2 separate regions of the Mustela lutreola genome follow, and region 1 is linked to region 2. The links are chromatin contacts, called in public Hi-C maps. All regions are on one chromosome and are shown on one strand. Each heading gives the region's core, a stretch centred on a gene start, on an enhancer-like site or on the middle of the called end of the contact. The rest is flanking DNA. Distances are from core to core; before and after follow the strand shown.

Region 1 (6,003 bases), core at 875-3,374, 230 kb after region 2:
CCTTGAAATGCCAGATTTCAAGGCACTGCTTTGCCTCAAAGCATATCTTTGCATATCATGTTAATACACTATAAATAAATTATAATACCAAGTATTTCCCACTAACATTAAGTCCAACTTTAAAAAATAAACACATCAAACTAAAAACTATAATAATAAAATAATTTCCAGAGAATTATGAAGAATAGATTTAAATAAGTCAAAGTTCTAAAATGCATTTACCTGACACACACACACACACACTTTTAATGTTCATGGGAAGTGAAAGAATTGATAACTAAAATCTTGAATGCTTTTTATTTTAATCAATTTAGATAAGGATTTGGATTAAATGTCGTTTTACTGACTAATGAATTACATCTTTCACCTTAAGCATTTTGACATTTCCATCAACTTTCTAAAAGTGAGGGCGGATTATTTCTCTATGTTTTTAATATACTTGCCTCTCAAAAGACTGAAATATATAAAAACTGATAGCAGAAACCTATTACCAATCCCCTCATCATCATTACCTCTCTGAGTAAGCGCTAACTACATAATAATGTGTAGGTGATAATCTTGAAGAATTTACATTGGACAATAACCTAACTAAAACCCATTTTATGTTTATCTGAGATCCTGTCAACTTTTGACTTGACAAGCCTGTTTTCTCATTGCAACAAATTTTAACACACAGGTAAATGGTAGTTATTTTTAACTTTCAAGAGCTAGAAATCATTATTTCGTCTCCTCCTGTTTCTCCCAAAATAGCAACATTCTCTTCGGGGCTTTTTATATTTCCAAACTGAAGGAATTTGTTACCAAATTTAAAAAAAAAAAAAAAACTATTAGCTGACTACTCATTCCGAAAGGTGTAATTTTCCTGACAGCAGAATTAACTATCCTTGACGAGATCTCACATGAACCTTTCCTAGCACCTACCACATCCCAAGTAAACAGCCCTGGCATGTAAGTATGTATACATAGCTTATCATGAAAAGGACCCAACCCACCCCATTTCCCAAACAAGACGGGGGCAGCTGTCCTATGACAGTCTGTGCAATTACCAGCACCTTGGGGAGGTCCGCGGCCCTACTCGGGGGGCGCAGGCCCGCCCGGACGCCCTCTTCACAACCCCTCTTTGTGCCGCTGCCCGTCCCCCCCGCCCCTGTTCTGACCTACGTGGAGCCCCGGCTAGACCACAGGGCCAGCACCACTACCCCCCGCCCCCCGCCGGCCCCAGGCCCTGCTCCTCCCGGCTCTCCCTGGAGAGGTGGGCGTTTGCCGGGCGGAAGGGCAGGGCCCAGGCATTACGAGGGAAAAGGGGGGCCGTGGTGGGGGTCCTCCTATCGGAGGTGGGGTGCGCATAGCTGAAGAGCAGGGCCCAGGAAGACGAGGGAGAAAAATGGGGCCGCAGGAAGGGGTCCTCCCATGGGAGGTGGGGGTCGCGGGGCGGAAGGGCCTGGCCGGGGGCGTCCAGGGGAAAGGGGCCGCGGAGAGGGGTCTCGGTGGAGTCGCAGGTCGGCGGCCTCACCCGTGGCGGGGGGCGGCTCTCCCGCGTCGTCGGGCGCCAGGGTGACGGTGCCGTCCCTCCAGACGCGGATCTGCGCGGCTGAGCGCACGCGGCGACGGGGCTGGCGGCGGCCGGCGTCCGCGGCGCGCAGGGAGCCGCAGCACTGGTAGCACACGGCCCACGCCTGCTCCTCGTTGATGGGCTGGTTGTAGAGCCGCAGGATCTCCTCCAGGCTCAGCGCGTCCGGCGGGCCGCCAGCCGCCCCGGAGTCCGGAGGCCCCTCGCCGCCCGCCGGCTCCGCCCGGGGCTCCCCGCCGCCCGCCGGGCCCGCCGGCTGAGCCATCCCGCGGGTCGGCGCTGCGCTCGGCCGCCGCGCCGTGTGCCGGCGTCTCTTCAGCTCCGGAGCATCGTCTCGGCGCGCCGCCGCCTCCTCATCCCCGGAACCCGCCCCGCCCAACCTGGCCGCGCGCGCCGCCGTGGGGGACCAGGCGGAGGACTGGGCGAGGGCCCGGCTGCCGTGGGCGAGCGAAGAGCGGCGAGGACGCCGCGGCCGTCCTGACCAGGCCGCCGCTGCCGCCGGCCCGTAGCGACGCGATGGCGTCCGCCGGCCCCGCCCCGCGCCTCGCCGCGCGCTCAGGGCCGGGGCCGCGGAGCCGCCCCGCCAAGGGTCCGCACGGCCCGCAGCTCGGGTGTGCGCTCCGTGGCCAAGCTGACCGCGCTGACCGCAGCGATCCCCGGCCGCGCTGGGAGGCCACCGGCGCTGGATCCCCCAGGAACTGACTCGCTGGGAGGCTAATTTGGAGTTCGAACCCAGCCTGTAGCAAATTCCTAATAAAGGTCTCTGAAACCGCTCCGGCTCCGGCTTCCCCCGCCGCCGCGCCTGCTCCCGCCCACCCCCGGGCGGTCGGCTGGGCGCGGGTCCTGCGCCTCTTTCAAGCCTCCACACGGTTTCTCCCGACCAGCCGACTTCGTACTGCGCCCGGCTTCGCTCCTTCATCATCCCCCGGATCCTCCTCTGCTCTTTTTGGGGTAGTTGTCGCCATCGATATACCGTATAATTTACTTAGATGTACTGTTTATTGAATAGGTCCTCCCATTTTCATTGTAAGCTCCCTGAGGACAGGGACCTTTATGGGGTTTGCTCACTGACTTCTCCCAAGTGCGTAGATGAGGGCCTGGGATATAACCATGTTGTAAATAATTTGTAGACATTAGTTTCAGCGTCCTTCCGGATTCATTTTGTAACGTTCGCACAACTCCTCCCTAAGGATGTCTCCAGTGATCACACTCATCATAGTTCAGTGAGCCCAGTATGTTCAGACGATGTGGAATTAGTATCAGAGTGGCAACATTGAACTGAGGGGAACAAGCCGTAGAAGAAAAGAAATACTGCACTCCCCAGAACCTCGCTGACTTCATTAAGTTATGCAATATAACATCATTCTTAGATAAAATAATCGCTCATTGGTAAACGAATTTAATTGGTAACTTTCCATTCTGAGGCTAGTGCTAAGAACCAGAGAGTAATTTAAAGTATCAATCGAGTAAGAAATTTACAGTAATTACCAATTAAACTTTTAAGGCAGCTTTGTGTGTAATATTAGATCCCACGCTCTTAACCATTGCATCTTGCACTAAAAATTACAAGGGTCTATTACCAATGCTTAAGATATCACAGTACATACAGCAGTAGTAGGGAGAAGAGAGAAAAGCAAAAGGTATTTTAAAAGAGTAAGGAATTGAAAGGGGGACAAAAAAGCTTCTTCCTAATCACCTTATTATAATTTCACTACAAGAGATACAAAAAAAAAAAAAAAACAACCCTTAAGCAATATTATAGGTTCATAATCCCATTGTAAAAATGCCCCTATGTGTGCCAAACCTTGAGAAGAAAAGCCTAATTCCTTATATGATACAGATCGGATGGATAGATATGGATATATAGATACATAAAATCTTTTGATTGAAAAACTGGGAAAACATATCCAAATTTTGCTACCTTAAAAGTTTAGATTCTGTGTGAATTCTGAAAATACAGAGGGCTTTAAAACAGTTTGAACAATGAACAGCTAAACGGTCTACTCTTGTGGACAACACTACCATCTCGTGGCCTTATGGGATATTGCTGTTCCATTGCACTTGGACAACTACAACAAAAATCACTTATGTATTTGTCCTTATCTTTACTCCCTCCACAAAACACAAGTCAAATGAATTAATCAACTAATGAATCCATGAGCCAGTCCTTGCTACTCCTGGTAAAGGGCAATAAATAAATTTCCAAGTAAAGGTAACTGAAAGGAAGAAGGAAAGAAGTGAACATGAAGAAAAATCCAAATTTCACCTGAAATGTTATCGTTAAAAGATATATTCTTTAAAACAAATTCACAACAGAAAGAGTTTTTCCTCTCTTTTTAAAAAAGATTTTATTTATTTATTTGAAAGCGAGAGCATGAGGGGGGGAGGGTCAGAGGAAGAAGTAGATGCCCTACTGAGCATTAGCGGGATTTGATACTGGGACTTCAGGATCTTGACCTGAGCTGAAGACGGTTGCCTAACCAACTGAGCCACCTAAGTGCCAAGATTCTTTCCTTTCTTAAGTGATAATTTTTAAATATACATTTTGGGAAGAAAAACAACATGGCATTGAATCACAGGAGGATTATATAAAATAGGGCTTTTCCCCCCCGGATACAAACTCATAACTGATATACTGTATTTAAAGTAAATTTCTTGCCTTTGAGAGCTTATATGGAATTAAGTTGAGGCAAGATGACAAGCAGAATGTTAATATAGAGGAAAACATAGAAGATAAATCTTTAAAATCCTAGCTATATTTTATTATAAATCTATTTATTATATAACCTGAACATCTGATTCCTTTTTGTACAAAGATAGTATAACTTTTATATGATTTTTCAGAACTCTTTGAAATTTTGATAAAGGCCCATGTCCATCATCATAAGACTCTGAGAAAGTGACTTGACAAGACTATCAGAGGTCCATATATACCCAGGACTCAGTCAGGACTGTGGAATAACTTGGAATAACCTTCCCATTTTCTCATTTTCAGTTCAAGTTCAAAGTTTCTAATACCTTGGGACAGTATATTTTGTCCCAATTTCTGTCACTGATTTTATTTTTTTTTATTCTTGGCTTCACCACTTAAAAAAAAATGCTTTATATATTTAAAAGGAACAAGTCAAATCAACATGTAAATATCTTTTTCAAAGTGCTATAAGATCTGTGAAAAATAGTGGCACATGTTACTCTGAATATGATTTTAATATTCATTGATTTTGTTGCTGCATTTATTAAAAATGGAATCCTTGAAATTTTTTATCTTATATTTACTTATCATTTTTGCAGAATAAATGTACTTCATGCTTCATACTGTGGACATGCTGGCTGAGCTGCTCCGAGTCTTTCAGGGAGCACAATCTGCCTGTGCAGCCCAAGCTTAATCCAGTCACTCCCAGACAATTGCTCCTAAGAGGCACATTCACCTAGAAAAGTGCATCAAAAAGGAAAAAATAGAACAGCATATTTTTTTCAGTGACATAACCTAAATTTTTATTGCCCACAATTATAATATTTTATAATTTTAAAGTGATAATCTTACATTTTCAAAGTACTTTCTTCAGTTATACAACTCAAGGTCAAATATTACTATCTCTATCTTACATATGACAAAATATAGAACTAGTAAATGAACGAGGTAGGACTGAAATCCAGGACTCCTGAACAGCTCAGCTCTTTCTGCTACTTACATCTCTCCACATTTGCATAGAGCAAGAAAAAAATCCTCACACTTCATTCCTCACTCCAGCAAGCAAGAGTAGTAAATAAAAAGCAGATGCTTTAAATTTGTACATATCACCACAATCAACCAAAATTTTGGTATTTTAAATACCTTGAATGAATGATGCAATGCCCCATCTCCCTCTATTGGTTTTTGTGAGTTCACTGGCATTGAGTTTCACCGTAGCGGTGATCTCCCCATAGCAATTATCTTCAAAGTGATCTATAATAACTCCATCCCCATCAAAGAATTCCAAATTATCACTCCCCTAAGGAGGCTAATTCCATCAACAACCCTAAATGCAGTTTGAAACTCATCTCCTGTAATTTTCATAATCAAACTAAATATTAGCCCCAAATCTTTAAAATTAGTCATGGAAATTAGCATATAACCTCATACATAGAATCAGAAGTACATAGACCAGATAAGAACACAACAAAACTGGATTCCTTTGATCTGTAAACTTGTAAAAGAATTAAGTTTTGTATCCAATGGCAGAGATATTGAGAAACATTTAGAAGATACTCATGAATGCCTTTTTCTAAGTGGTACCCCAAACCAGTGTTTTCCACAACATATTCATTCTGTAGCATCTAACATATTTAAAATTTACGTATCCTACCTTGATGAGATCAAGTTACATACCCACTGATAAAAACTGAGGAAAAGTAGAGGAACAAGGCAAAATATCTAACAGTAGCATATTAGT
Region 2 (6,385 bases), core at 910-3,409:
ATACACCATAAACATTTACTGACCAATAAACTCTCTTCTATTTTCAAATTGTGTTAACCTAGAATACCTCTAGCAATAATCCTGAACCTGCTTTTAACGCTGAGGTTATTTTCTCTAAGGGCACCATCACTGAAACTATTCTCTGCTTATCTAACCCAAGCCCATTCAAAAGATAAGATAAAAAATATCAACTCATAAAATTTAAGTTTAGAGCACCTCATATTAGAGGATTAGCTTTTAGGTTTGCCAATATGTGTACAGTTTAGCAGCTTTTTCATCAGTCTTTATTCCTCTGAGCATAAAATCTGAGAATGGACATCTCATACCAAAATCTTTTCCCCGGAAAAAATGTGAGAATCGTACTTCTTCTGTGTCTGACCTTTACTAGTGGCACAAACCTAAAGGCAAATCTGTTCTTTCAGACTCCCTAGCAATGCCCTAATGTCCCCATAGAGATCTTCTAAGCAACACCAGGAATGTGTCACAGACCCCTGATCAATCAGCTACTGCTGTCAGCACAGGGGACTTCCTTAGACCTAAGCATCCAAGACTCACAGGACAACAGTGCCACTCAAAAAAGAAAAGGTGTTCAGGTAAGATTCCTGACATCATAACTGCAAAATCAAAGGGCAGATCCCTATCTGCTTCTTACTTGTCTGAGTCCAGTATTCACTAGGGACGAAAGGAGAGGGCATGGTAAGATGGCAACACAATGTGACGCAAACGTTAGGCCTAGCGCAGGGCAGGCGTGTAAGACAGAGATGAAGATACTCCAAGACTGGCAACATTTTCAAAGAAAATCATGAAGGCTCCATTTTCAGTGGAGAGGCTGAGATAATTTCCTCAAAGGCATCTGGCTAGTAAGTGACAGGTTCCTGTGACTGACTCTGGGCCTTAATCACCGTGTTCATTTGCCCCTTGGCCCTAAGCAAACCAATGCCAAGGTTGGTCTCTAAAAAACTGGCAGACAGCAAGAGACCATGTGGCTGAAATAGATGATACTGACTACCCACCCATGACACGAACCTTTACTTGACAGATTACTGCCACTGTCCCGTGAGAACAGGCTACCATCACTTCAGAAAAACGTACTACCACCGCCCCCACGTGGGAGCCCTGTTATCTGCTCCTTACCAACAGAAAAACAGCCTCCAACTGAAGACGGGCCTTCTTATACAACAAAAAGCACATTCTCTACTCTGAGATGATGTTATTAATAATCATAGTTAATATGTATTATCTACTATGTGCCAGATCCAGAATGGCAGCAGCCCCCTTCTACAGATGGAGAGATGGAGGCTGAGAGAGGCTGCGTAGCTTACCTCCGAAACCTGTGCTTTCAGATCACGCTCACGTTGCCAACGCTTAAAACACACGCACAACAGCTGCTACTTTTCCATACCATGAGAGCAGGTGAAAGAAAGGTAAGCTACACTGGAGATACGACAGACAAGTTCCTTAACGTTTTCAGGTCTCATCTACTCTATCTGTAAAATGGGTTCGTCCTGAATGAAGTCAGAGGACCCTCCCGGATGATCTTTTTGAAGCTCCTTGACGCAAAAGTATTTGATTCTGTTTTCAAAAATCCAATTCTACACCCAGGCTCTGAGACGCACAGCGTGCTTACGGGAACCACGGGATAAAACCGATCTGAAACGCTGGGCGTCCTGGCCCGGAACACGCAGCGCACGCGGCCTCATTCACGCGAGGAACCCGCCCCAGACGCCCGGACAGGCGCGAGCGCGCCCGGGGGCCGGTGACCTTGACGCCCTGCTCTCCCGGGCCGGAAGCAGGCCGGAGGGTCGAGCCGGGCCGGGGGCGGAGGGCGCTGGGCCCCCGGGACTCACCGTCCGGAGGTAGGACCGCTCGGTGGGGTCCAGGCGGCCACCAGGCACGAACAGTGGGGGCAGGCCGCGGGGCCAGCAGCCTCCCCGGCCCCACAGCCGCAGGCAGCGGTGCGCCATGGCCGCCGGCGCCGCCTGCTCGGGCCGGGGGCGCTGCGCAGGCGCGGCTCTGCGGCCGGAGAGGTGGCGACGGACCGACTCCGGCCGCGGGAACCGGGTCGGAACAACCAGCGAACCGCGCTGCGGGTCTCCGGCTCACAGGCGAGCCCACGCTCTCGACGCGCGCGTCTTCTCCCAGCTCCACCCCTCCCGGCGTGCTGACGTCAGCCGCAGAGCGGGCGCAGGGGTCTAGGGCCGTTCCTTCGGCTCCGGAGCGTCCTCGCTACGCGAGCGGCGCGGTCGAAAGAGGAGGAGCGTCGAGGGCGACAGCGGGCAGTGGGCGGGGTGGAGGGGGAGGGCGGGCAAGGTAGTGGGCCTAGAGGGAGGAGCGTAGGGCTGGTGGGCGGGGAGGAGGGCGGGACGTTGGGGGCGGGGTTGGAGGCGTGGCCGTAGGGTAGAAGGGCGAGCGGAGGCGAGGGCTGCGGGGCGGGGCCAGCTCGTAGCAGCCAGCAGAGAGCCGGGCAGGCTGCTGCGGTCCCAGACAAACGGATCTTTCCTTGTTTCGGCGCGAGGCCATTGTCGACATTTTGGGCATTCACACTCGGTGTGTCACTCCCGAAATATTTTATTGAGCTCCTAATCAGCGACGGCATCGCCCAAGTGTCTGGAGATGCTAACACGCATCCCTAACCCTAGGAGAGCAATGCAAATAATCACAAGTCGGTGAGCTAAATGCAATGATAAAAGTGTTGAGACTGTGACATCTGGCTTGGATCCATCGGGAACCGTTTGAAAGAGAAATGATTCTCAGATGAACTCAATGGAACTGCACGCTGTTTCGCACACCGTGACTGAGGAGGAGAGAGAGGACTCTGGAGCCAAGTTTTACATGTCACTGTTTTCTGTTAGCTTGGCCAGTATTATGTATAATAAAAGTGGTAGCTGATGTTGCCGATGGGGAGGAAAAGGAAAGGCCGGAGATGAGGCTGAGGAGGAGTACGAAGGTGGCCTCAGAATTGTATTAACGTATGCACATAGACGGGAAAAATCTGGAAGAACAGACACTGAAATGGTAATGAAATTTCTTACCTGTCACAGTGGCAAAATCCAATATATTGACAACTCACTCTACTGGCAGGCGTTCTCAGAAATAACTGGTGGGCACAAAGAATGATGACAGCGTGTGGAAGGGAAATTGGCAATGTCTGCCTAAATGTCAAATGCATGTGTTCCTTAACCCGGATATTCCATTTATAGAAATGAACCCTACAGACAGCTTGCACATGTATAAAATGCTGTGAGCACAAGGTTAATAATTACAGCATGGTTTGTAGTCACAATTTATTGGAAATAACTAGAATATTCATCTATAGGGGACTGTTTAAAACAATGGTAAATTCATACCATTATTAAAATTTTTTACTGAATGTTATTAACATACAGTATCCTATTAGTTTCAAATGTACATGATAGTGAGTTCATATTTTTATACATTATGAAATGATCCCCATTAATCTCATAACCATCTATCACCATACAAAGTTATTACAATATTACTGACTGTATGCTCTATACGGTATATTACGTTTCCATGACTTATTTATTTCATAACTGGAAGTTTTTACCTCTTAATTCCCTTCACCTATTTCACCCAGCCCCCCAACCCTTCCCTCTCTGGTAACCAATAGTTTGCTTCCTGCACCTATGAGTCTCTGTCTGCTTTGTTTTGTTTGTTTGTTTTTTTGATTCCAGGTAGAAGTGAAATCTTCTCTGTCTGCCTTATTTTACTTGGCATAATACCCTCTAAGTTCATCCATCTTGACTTTAAGAGACTCTAGTGTATAATGAGATACATTATAATCAAACCACTGAAACCAAAGACAAAGAGATAATCTTGAAAGCAACAAGGGAGAAGCAACTCATCCCTTACAAGAGCTCATCAATAAGATATGCAGTCAATTTCTCATCAGAAACCATGGAGGCTAGAAGGCAGGGGAATAATATATTTGAAGTACTGAAAGAAAAATGAGTATGTCAACCAAGAATTCTGTATCTAGTAAAACTTCAGAAATGTAGGCGAAGTTAAGTCATTCCAGAAAAACAAAAGCTGTGGGAGCTCATTTCCACTAGACCTACCCTACAAAAATTGCTAAAGGAAATCTTTCAGGTTAAGATGAAAGGACACCAAACAGAAACTATATGAAGAAATGAAGATCTCTAATATAGGTAAATAAATAGAAAAATGTAAAAGCAAATATCATTGTATTTTTTTTAAGATTTTATTTATTTATTTATTTATTTGACAGAGAGAGAGAGAGAGATCACAAGTAGGCAGAGAGTGAGAGGGAAGCAGGCTCCCTGCTGAGCAGAGAGCCCGATGTGGGGCTCGATCCCAGGATCCTGGGATCATGACCTAAGCCGAAGGCAGAGGCTTAACCCACTGAGCCACCCAGGTGCCCCTAAATAAATAAAATCTTAAAAAAAAAAAAAAAAAAAAAAAAGACTGTTTGGAACTAGCATAAGGGTCGACACATGGGATAGAATTGAGAATCCAGAAATAAACTTATACATCTATGGCCAGCTGATTTTGGCAAAGGTGCCAAGTCCATTCAATTAAAGAAAGAATAATCTCTTCAACAAATCCAGGACAACTGGATATCCACAGGCAAAAAAATGAGTTGGAACCCTACCTCACACCATCTACAGAAATTAACTCAAATGGATCACTGATCTAAGGATGACAAATAGAACCATAAACCTTTGAGAAGAAAACATAAAATTAAATCCTTATTACCTTCAACTTGGAATGGATTCGTAGGTATGACACCAAAAGCACAAGCAACAACAAAATAAGTTGAACTTTATCAACACTAAAAACTTCTGTATATCAAAGGTCATTAACAGGAAAGTGAAAGTATAACCTACAGAATGGGAGAAAATATTTGTAAATCATGTATCTGATAAGGGTTTAATATCCAGAATATACAGGTAATTCTTACAACTCAGTAGTAAAAAGACAAATAACCTCGTTTAAAAAAGTGGGCCAAGGGGGAGCCTGAGTGGCTCAGTGGGTTAAAGCCTCTGCCTTCGGCTCAGGTCATGATCTCAGGGTCCTGGGATCGAGCCCCGCATCGGGCTCTCTGCTCAGCTGGAGGCCTGCTTCCTCCTCTCTCTCTCTGCCTGCCTCTCTGCCTACTTGTGATCTCTGTCTGTCAAACAAACAAATAAAATCTTTAAAAAAAAAAAAAAAAGTGGGCAAGGGATTTGAATAGATATTCCTGGAAAGAAGATACGCAAATAGCCACTAAACTCACAAAAAGATGCTCAACATCATTAGTCACTGGGAAAATGCAAGTTAAAACTACAGTGAAATACTACTTCACTCCTACTAGAATGGCTATAATAATTTTTTTAAAAAGTGAGAATGTGGAGAAACCAGAACCCTCATATATTGCTGCTACATTCCTACATATAGGAAAGTAAAATGGTGCATTTGTTGTGGGTAAGTTTGGCATTTGCTCAAAAAGCTAAACATAGAATTACCAGACAACCCAGCAGCTCCCTTCCTAGGTATATACCCAACAGAACTGAAACAAGGATTCAAACATACTTGTATAGCAATGTGCATTGCAACATTATCACAGTAGCCCCAAAGCGGAAAATAACCCAAATGTTATGGATAAACAACACGTGGTAATATATGGATGATGAAATCCTATTCAGCCATGAAAAGTAACAGAATTCTGATATATGCCCCAACATGGATGAACTTTGAAAACATCATTCCAAGTGAAAGAATGCAGACGCAGAAAACCATATAGTATACGAACCCACTTATATCAAATGTTCAGACTGGGCAAATCTGTAATGACAGAAGCAGATTAGTGGTTACCTAAGACTGATGAGGGGAGGGAGAGAGATGGGGGGCGATAGCTCAAGGGTTTGTGTTTCTTTTTGGGGTGACAAAAATGTCCTAAGATGGTTGTGATGTTTGCGTCACCACCCAGCAAATGGACTGAAACCATTGATTTATACACTTTAAATGAGTGAATTATATGTTATGTTAGTTAAATCTCATTAAAGCTTTTTACTGGGCAAGCGATTTAGATAGACATGCCTCCAAAGAAGATAGATGGATGGCCAACAAGCACTGTAAAAAACGCTCAACGTCATTAACATCATTGGAGAAAGTCAAATTGGAACCAAGTTGAGATTTCGATTCACATTGTAGGATGTCTGCAATAAAAAGAGATAGTGGGTGTTGATGAGTGGGTGGAGAAATCAGAGCCCTCATCCTGGTGAGATAGTAAAAGGGTGCAATCGCTTTGGAAGCTTGTTTCTCAAAAGGTTAAACATACAATTACCATGTAACCCAGCATGTCCTTGCTTAAGTGTAAACCGAAGAGAAATGAAAACATGTCCACACAAAAATTAATAGACAT

Evidence for each region. Hi-C and Micro-C count contacts between places; a contact is called where the count stands out from the background.
Region 1: a Hi-C map of blood shows a contact between it and region 2, with 6 times the contacts expected there. The contact joins the promoter of SPIRE1 here to the promoter of AFG3L2 in region 2. A contact is called at or near these places in 2 of 2 Hi-C or Micro-C datasets (blood and an unstated tissue).

Annotation. Positions count from the first base shown.
Region 1 is chr11:60,765,079-60,771,081 of mMusLut2.pri, forward strand. It overlaps SPIRE1 (spire type actin nucleation factor 1), which reads right to left and starts at 2,125. Exons shown (of 18, transcript XM_059138678.1): 1 at 1,514-2,125. The coding sequence starts at 1,835. CEP76 (centrosomal protein 76) reads right to left here. Exons shown (of 13, transcript XM_059139478.1): 13 at 4,914-4,998. The coding sequence ends at 4,982.
Region 2 is chr11:60,532,559-60,538,943 of mMusLut2.pri, forward strand. AFG3L2 (AFG3 like matrix AAA peptidase subunit 2) reads right to left here and starts at 2,160. Exons shown (of 17, transcript XM_059140795.1): 1 at 1,848-2,160. The coding sequence starts at 1,964.